3 separate regions of the Mus musculus genome follow, and regions 1 and 3 are each linked to region 2. Evidence: chromatin contacts called from public Micro-C data. All regions are on one chromosome and are shown on one strand. Each heading gives the region's core, a stretch centred on a gene start, on an enhancer-like site or on the middle of the called end of the contact. The rest is flanking DNA. Distances are from core to core; before and after follow the strand shown.

Region 1 (2,700 bases), core at 201-2,700, about 13 Mb after region 2:
ACAAGAGAGACGCTTTCTAAAAGCTGGCTAGAGATGTCAACCGGACTTATGGCTCTGGCCGGAGTACCCTGGACTCAGATGGCCCAGAGGACTTGGCTTTGCTCTCTGGAGCAGGGATCCCTGGTCAGGGTCCGGCTAGCAGTAGAGGGTGGAGGAGGCTTGGGGTATAATAGCTCATCCCTGCCCCTGCATGATTGTAAAAAAAAAAGAAAGAAAGAGAGAGAGAGAGAGAGAGAGAGAGAGAGAGAGAGAGAGAGAGAGAGAGAGAGAGAAAGAAAAAAGAAAGAAAGAAAGAAAGAAAGAAGAAAGAAAGAAAGAAAGAAAGAAAGAAAGAAAGAAAGAAAGAAAGAAAGAAAGAAGGAAAGAAAGAAAGAAAGAAAGAAAGAAAGGAAGGAAGAAAGAAAGGAAGGAAGGAAGGAAGAAAGAAAGAAAGAAAGAAAGAAAGAAAGAAAGAAAGAAAGAAAGAAAGAAAGAAAGAAAGAAAGAAAGAAAGAAAGAAAGAGAAAAACTATGTGGTGCGTGCAGCGGCGGGTGTGGGTGTCCATCCAGAAAGTCCGAAAGCAAAAGCGAAAGCCCCCCAAACCTGGTTTACCCCGCCAAGCCCATCAATGCTGGGATTGTGAGGTTTTCCTTTTAAAAATCTGCCCACGTCTCTCCAAAGAGGAAACTGTTTAAGGGGTCCAGAGCCCTTAACCCTCAATGACCGTCCACACTCTGCGCTTCGCACTAAATTCTCCTGAATAGTGGGAACCCCTAGAAACTTATGCCTCAGAGCCCCCGCTGCGCAGACTCTCCTCTGAACCCTAGCAGACCCCGACGGCTTACTCGGGCGGGGATTGCTGCAAAGGCAGCGGGTCTGGGCTGGTCCAGTGGGCCAAGGGCCCACGGAAGAGCCCTGGGACTCCGGGTGACCCAGGTGGCACTTGGCCTCCAGCCGCCTGATGCGCTTCTCTTCCCCCCCCCCCCCCCACCCAGTGCACGGGCTGGCGGCCAGCGCTCCCCCCCAAGACTCGAGCTCCAAATCCCCAGAGCCCTCGGCTGACGAGTCACCGGACAATGACAAGGAGACCCAGGGCGGCGGGGGGGACGCAGGCAAGAAGCGGAAGCGCCGAGTGCTCTTCTCCAAAGCGCAGACCTACGAGCTGGAGCGGCGCTTCCGGCAGCAGCGGTACCTGTCGGCGCCCGAGCGCGAGCACCTGGCCAGCCTCATCCGTCTCACGCCGACACAGGTCAAGATCTGGTTCCAGAACCATCGCTACAAGATGAAACGTGCCCGGGCGGAGAAAGGTATGGAGGTGACGCCTCTGCCCTCGCCGCGCCGTGTGGCAGTGCCGGTCTTGGTCAGGGACGGCAAACCGTGCCACGCGCTCAAAGCCCAGGACCTGGCAGCCGCCACCTTCCAGGCAGGCATCCCCTTTTCCGCCTACAGCGCGCAGTCGCTGCAGCACATGCAGTACAACGCCCAGTACAGCTCGGCCAGCACCCCCCAGTACCCGACAGCACACCCCCTGGTCCAGGCCCAGCAGTGGACTTGGTGAGCGCCGCCCCTCCAAGACTGGAGGCCTTAGGCCCTGGCCCCACCCCAGCGGCGCCGGTGGCGAGGAGGACTCGATCCTTACCACGGTTGTTATTATTATTATTATAATTATTATTATAGAGTCGAGTCTGACTTTCGACTCAGTTGAGGAGGCACAGGGAGGTTGCCTGTGCCTCCCCGAGTGGCAGATTCCATTGACTCTGCCCCATCGCTCTCCCCTTTGAACTTTTGGAGAGGATAGAACTCTAAGCCGTGTTTACAGAATGTTTGTGCAGCTTTGCTTCTTTGCCTCTCTCTCCCTGAGGGGACCAAACCATCCCAACGTTAACGTTGTCACTTGAAAAGAGAAAGGACCAACCGGCCCCCACCCCACCCCACCCCCGCACTGCTTTCGTGAATTTTGTAAACTATGTTTGTGTGAGTAGCGATATTGTCAGCCTTCTAAAAGCAAGTGGAGAACACTTTAAAATATAGAGGATTTCTTTTTTTATAAGAAAATGCTAAATATTTATGGCCATGTACACGTTCTGACAACTGGTGGCAAATTTCGCTCTTCGTTGTAAATATCGCTAGTGATCGTTGCCAAATGACGTTCTGGATGGGCCTGTATCCCCACCGGGCCTGCCTCTCTTTGTCGTTTGTTTTCGGTGGGTTATGTTTGAGTTGCAGCGGGTTTTTATTTTTATTTTTATTTTTATTTTTAATTTGTTCAGTGCAAACATTTTTCAACTATGAAAAAGGAAAATATGTGTAGGGAACTCACCCCCGGGCCCCCTTTTTCGTCTCCTGAGCATCGGAGCTTGGAACTCAGCAGTTTCACGTGGTTTCCCCAAGAGCGCCGGGCGCTGAAAGCTTTCGATTTTTTTAAATAAGAATTTTAATAAAAATCCTGTGTTTAAAAAAACAAACAAACACAAAACCAAGCCCAGTTCTTGAGTTTGTTACTTTCCCTCCCGGGCCGAGTTGGAAGGGGCGTCAACCTCAAATCTGGAGCCTAGGGCTGTATTCTGGGCTAGTTCTGGCGTTTCCTCTCGCAGCGCAGTGGCCGCGGGGTTATCCAGACAGTGGAGGAGTGCACGGGATAGGCCTCAGGCGGGCTGACCCAAACGATTCCGCGCAGGACCAGAGCAGCTTGGCCTTCAGCCTGCTAGCCAGTGGTCCAA
Region 2 (2,700 bases), core at 138-2,637:
TGCCTTCCTCCTCCCGTCTGCGTTCCGGAGAAGTTTCTCATCCGGTAGCCCTGAACCTTCGTCACCTGGCGTTTTCAGTTTAGAATACTGATCTTCCCAGCTCAGGACCTTTCCTGAGAGGAGTAGCCCACAAGCACACCTGGAAGGCTTGCATATGGAATTTCAGAAAAGGTGAGCAGAGAGGGTTAGTGGTTGAGTCCAAAGATGGGGTCGGAGGGCCTGTGCATAGTTCCAGAGGAGTCTGCCCTGGCTTTCAGGCCGCACACAGCCTGCGTTCAGGCCTGGCTTGGCCGGATCAGTTAGCTGGACCTGCACGGGTCCGAGACGCCATCCAAGCCTTCCCTCCCGCAAAGAACAAACCGGTTCAGGGCGCCGTTGCGCACCGTGGCCACTTGGGGTCGCACTTTATGCCTGTTTGAATCTCCTTGCAGCCGTCAGAAGCTTGGATCAGCTTAATCCTTACAAAACGTTCAGACAAAAACAGGGCCGGGTTCCCCAGCATCCCAGAGCCACTGAGTGCACAGACCGGTGTTGGTCTCGGCTCTGAGCCTCGGAGTTGTAAGGTTTCCACACGACTGGCAAGTGAAAGGTATTCAGAGCCTTTGGGCCAACTCTGTTTGTTTGTTTATCTTCTTTGGGAGCGTTTGGGGGTGTGTGTGGGGGGGTGGCGAATGCACGGAGCTGCGAGACCACTGGAGCTCTGTCTTCTGAGCTCAATCACTGAACCGGCTAAGAGAGGAACAGCGTCTCTTGGCCCGAGGAACCTTCCTAGAGGTTAAGAGTTAGATCTGAACAGAACTCTTGGAGCCCCAACCCCGCCCTCCCCCACCGCATACATTAGCGCAGACAGAGCTACCGAAACACAGGCACGCACCACACACATTCACTCGGCCCGCGGCGCCGAGGACACACGGAGCGTCGCCCACTGGGCGGGGGCCGCTTGGGAACAAAGGGCCAGGGAAGCGACATCCCGGGCGCTTATTCTGAGCCTACTTGGGGGTGACACGGGCCGAGGGTGGGAGTGTAAAGAGTATGTAGGGAGGCGTGAGTGCAGACAGCGGGGTGGGAACGGCGGCTTGGTCCAGAAGTGGGGCGCGCACTGAAGGCAAGCGTGCGGGAACCTCGACTCAGAGGGTGTTGGGGGTTGGGACCAGGCGGTCCGTCCCACTCGGCTCCAGCCCTCCTCCAGGCCTCAACGGCTTCGGGGCTCCTCCGGTCTCCAGTCAGCTGACGCGGGGGGGCGGGGGAGCTGTCAGGCACGCCCCGCCCAGCGTCGCTGGGCCGCGGGGGCCGTGCAGCCATTGGCCAACACGCCGGGCCGCTTGGGCCCCCGCGCTCCAGTGACATCAGGAAGCGATAAAAGGCGGCGGCGGCGCCAGCTCCTGCACAGCTGCACCGCCGGGCTGCGAGCGGCTGCAAGCAAGAAAGCCCTAGAGCCAAAGAGTCGGAGAGCGAGCGGCGGGCGCTTGCCCCGCGCCTCCCCTCTGCCCCTGCGCGCACCTCGCCGGCTTCTCTACCCTGCCCCGGCTCGACCTGACTCGTTCCCGGCGCGCTCGCAGCCCCAAGCTCCGGGGCAGCTCAGGCAGCCTCGGGAGGACTCTCCGGCGCGCCGCCGCGTCCCCAGACAAAGGCTTGGCCGGCGGCCCCGGCCCGCTGCGCCCTCGGCTCCCCGCCTCCCCGGCTTGCCGCTCTTCGCCCCCGCGTTTGGCTCGGCGCGTCCCGGCCGGCCGCAAAGTTTTCCCCGCGGCAGCGGCGGCTGAGCCTCGCTTTTAGCGATGGCCGCGGAGCTGAGCATGGGGCAAGAGCTGCCCACCAGCCCGCTGGCCATGGAGTACGTCAACGACTTCGACCTTCTCAAGTTCGACGTGAAGAAGGAGCCCCTGGGGCGCGCGGAGCGTCCGGGCCGGCCATGCACACGCCTGCAGCCTGCTGGCTCGGTGTCGTCCACCCCGCTCAGCACTCCGTGCAGCTCCGTGCCTTCTTCTCCCAGCTTCAGTCCGACTGAACCGAAGACCCATCTCGAGGACCTGTACTGGATGGCGAGCAACTACCAGCAGATGAACCCCGAGGCACTCAACCTGACGCCCGAGGACGCGGTGGAGGCGCTCATCGGTTCGCACCCAGTGCCCCAGCCGCTGCAGAGCTTCGACGGCTTCCGTAGTGCGCACCACCATCACCACCACCACCACCCTCATCCGCACCACGGGTACCCAGGAGCAGGTGTGACTCACGATGACCTGGGCCAGCACGCTCACCCGCACCATCACCATCATCACCAAGCGTCGCCCCCGCCGTCCAGCGCTGCCAGTCCCGCGCAACAGCTACCCACTAGCCACCCGGGGCCGGGACCGCACGCAACAGCCGCGGCGACGGCTGCGGGCGGCAACGGTAGTGTGGAGGACCGCTTCTCTGATGACCAGCTGGTGTCCATGTCGGTGCGTGAGCTGAACCGCCACCTGCGGGGCTTCACCAAGGACGAGGTGATCCGCCTGAAGCAGAAGCGGCGGACCCTGAAGAACCGGGGCTACGCCCAGTCGTGCAGGTATAAACGCGTCCAGCAGAAACATCACCTGGAGAACGAGAAGACGCAGCTCATTCAGCAGGTGGAGCAGCTTAAGCAGGAGGTGTCCCGGCTGGCCCGCGAGAGAGACGCCTACAAGGTCAAGTGCGAGAAACTCGCCAACTCCGGCTTCAGGGAGG
Region 3 (2,808 bases), core at 303-2,802, about 12 Mb after region 2:
ACCTTAGTCTCGGTCTTGGTAGCTAACAATATAAATGACATACTCTGTTGTTTTCATGTTTGTTTTGTTTGGGGAGACAAGGTTTCTCTCTGTAGCCCGGATGTCTTGAAACTCACTCTATAGACTAGGTCAGCCTAGACTTCTCTGAGATCCTCCTGCCTCTGCCTCAAAGGCAGAAGACAACACTTCAAATGACACTTTTTAACACCTAGAAGCTAAAGAGAAAAGAAACTGAAATTTTCAATTTTTATAAGACAGTCCTGGTCTCTGCAGGCAGAGAACACAGATCCTCCTGAAGTCATCCCACAAGGCCCATTATTGATTTTTTTTCTCCTGCCCTACCCCCACCTACTGCCCTGTTTGTTTTAGTTACGAAATGCTTTGGGCACCTTGGATTTAACTGAAAAGTAACCTTGAAACACCGAGGCCCTCATGCCAGAGGCAAATCGCTGCCTCCCGGGTATTGGCTGCAGCTAAACGGGTCTCTCCAGGCCGACTGAGGTGGGTAGCCAGAAAGAGGACTGAGGTAACTGACGACCAGGGCGGCCAGACCACGCGAGTCCTACGCGCCTCCTGAGGCCGCCCCGGGACTTAACTGTAACGGGGAGGGGCCTCCGGAGCAGCGGCCAGCGAGTTAAAGGTGTGTACACAGTTTTTCTAAATAGGACAGCGCTTTGCAAATTGGCTGTCACCTGCTTGTTGTTTTGACAGGGAATGTGCACTAAAAGGGAGGAAACCCGAGATAAATAAATCTGGCTTGCCTCGCTTTGCAGGCCACCAAGGCGGTACGCGCCTTCGGATTGACGAACCCCGTGCTTGGGGCGATGAGGAGGGGCGGGGCGGGAGCAGGAGACCTGAGTTTCTCCAAGGGTGGCTTGATCCCAGGTCTCTGGGTCCACGGAAGACTCCCCGTGGACGTAAAGGAAGGGACTCCACCAGGGCGCCAGCACGCCTGCTTGCAGGTCGGGGTCTTGGGAGTGCCAGGGACAGCAGGAGATGGGCTAGCTCGGGGCGCCCAGCGGCAGGTGCGGAACGCTAGCCCTGGCTTCCTCTCACCTAAGTGTGAGCTGATTATTCAAATGGGCTGCCCGGGGTCTGGGGATTGGAGGCCAGCGCCAGCGCACCGCGCTATATCACCAGCCGCTCACGTCATTGCGGCACTTGTCCGCTGCGCGGTCCACACCTCCTCCTCCTCCTCCTCCCCCTCCTCTCGCTCTCCCCCCGCCCGCCCCCACGCCGCTAGCTTCCCGCCGCCTCCCGGCAGCTCGACACTGCCAGCCTCAGCCTGCACCGGCAGCCCCGGGAGCGCGGCGACAGAGTGCACGCCCGACGGCGAGTCTCGGGTTCCGGCCTCCAGGGTTCTTCGGCCCCCTCCTCCGCCAGCCACCTTCCCGCCCACTCCCAGCTACTTCCCGCCGCAGGCCGCGGGAGAGAGAGAGGAAGTGGAGTCCAGAGAGGGAGAGAGGGGGAGCGCGAGAGAGGGCGGGAGGGAGGGGACGGTACCATTGCTGACTTTTTTTTTTAAGAGGGTGGGGGTGGGGGCTGATTGCTGGTCGTTTGTTGTGGCTGTTAAATTTTAAACCGCCATGCACTCGGCTTCCAGTATGCTGGGAGCCGTGAAGATGGAAGGGCACGAGCCATCCGACTGGAGCAGCTACTACGCGGAGCCCGAGGTAAGCTCTTGCCCTGGCCAGGGAGAAGTGGGGTGACAGCTATCTCCGCGTCCCCAGCCTCCGCACGCTCCCTTCACCGGTACCCGCCCCCCCACCTCTAGCCTTCCTGGACAGCCGCCTTTTCCGCCCTCCTTCTACTCAAATGGGTCTCTTTTTTATACGACACACTGTTAGCCTTGAGATAATATTAACTTTGTGATCAAATATTGACTTGCGGCGCCTCCAAATCCTCTTCGTGGCCGAGCCACGCACTATCCTAACAGAGTTATGTTTGGCAGCGCGCGGCTGGGGAGGGGTGGGAGGTCGGCTGGCGAGGGGGTGGGGAGCTGGGGAAGAGAAGGTGGGTAGGAGTTGGGGACAGAGGTACAGGCAAAGAATCAAAGACCAGTGGACAAAGAGAAAAAAAGTTTGTCGCTACGAAGCCGGGACACTAACAGTTCCTAGCCGAGTTGGCGGTCCCTTCCTTATTCCTCCACGCGATGCCTCCAGCTGCTCCCGGACTCTGTGCAGGCACTGCGCTTCACTCCCCTATGACTAAGGAGTGGGGTCCCGGTACGAAACCCCAGAATAGAGGACACTGAGATGATTTTCGCTTGAGACTGCCCCAGTGAGGTTCCAAAGGTGGCTTTTGACTACCTGGGATAGCAACGGAGATTTCCGGCCTCGGTGCTGACTCAGTGTGCTGGCCAGCTGATTTGAGGAGCCCCTAGGGAGAGTAAAATACATTTGGGGCGCCTGAGTTGGCGGTGGTCCAGGTCACTGAAGTTCTAGAATCTGGGCGAGGCTGAGCCTCAGGTCCCGCTGGCCCTAGGGCGATCTCTTTTCCGGCTCTCTTTGGGGCCCAGAGGACTTGGTGTTGGTGCACTGGGATCCAGGGAAAGCAAGAGATTCCAGAGGCTTGCACGAATTGCGGGGGACTGGGTCCAACTGGTGGGTGGGTGGGAAGATCGGGCGAGCTCAGCCTAGGTGCTAACCTGTCTCCTCCCCGGGCTCTGTCCGCAGGGCTACTCTTCCGTGAGCAACATGAACGCCGGCCTGGGGATGAATGGCATGAACACATACATGAGCATGTCCGCGGCTGCCATGGGCGGCGGTTCCGGCAACATGAGCGCGGGCTCCATGAACATGTCATCCT

What was found. Hi-C and Micro-C count contacts between places; a contact is called where the count stands out from the background.
Region 1: a Micro-C map of embryonic stem cells shows a contact between it and region 2, with 16 times the contacts expected there. The contact joins the promoter of Nkx2-2os here to the promoter of Mafb in region 2. A contact is called at or near these places in 1 of 39 promoter capture datasets (embryonic stem cells) and 3 of 484 Hi-C or Micro-C datasets (all in embryonic stem cells).
Region 3: a Micro-C map of embryonic stem cells shows a contact between it and region 2, with 17 times the contacts expected there. The contact joins the promoter of Foxa2 here to the promoter of Mafb in region 2. A contact is called at or near these places in 1 of 39 promoter capture datasets (embryonic stem cells) and 3 of 484 Hi-C or Micro-C datasets (all in embryonic stem cells).

Annotation. Positions count from the first base shown.
Region 1 is chr2:147,182,833-147,185,532 of GRCm38.p6, reverse strand. It overlaps Nkx2-2os (NK2 homeobox 2, opposite strand), which reads right to left and starts at 1,450. Exons shown (of 6, transcript NR_030769.3): 1 at 1,173-1,450. Nkx2-2 (NK2 homeobox 2) reads left to right here. Exons shown (of 2, transcript NM_010919.2): 2 at 976-2,381. The coding sequence ends at 1,538.
Region 2 is chr2:160,365,752-160,368,451 of GRCm38.p6, reverse strand. It overlaps Mafb (v-maf musculoaponeurotic fibrosarcoma oncogene family, protein B (avian)), which reads left to right and starts at 1,387. Exons shown (of 1, transcript NM_010658.3): 1 at 1,387-2,700. The coding sequence starts at 1,776.
Region 3 is chr2:148,044,692-148,047,499 of GRCm38.p6, reverse strand. Foxa2 (forkhead box A2) reads left to right here and starts at 1,552. Exons shown (of 2, transcript NM_001291065.1): 1 at 1,552-1,673; 2 at 2,676-2,808. The coding sequence starts at 1,587.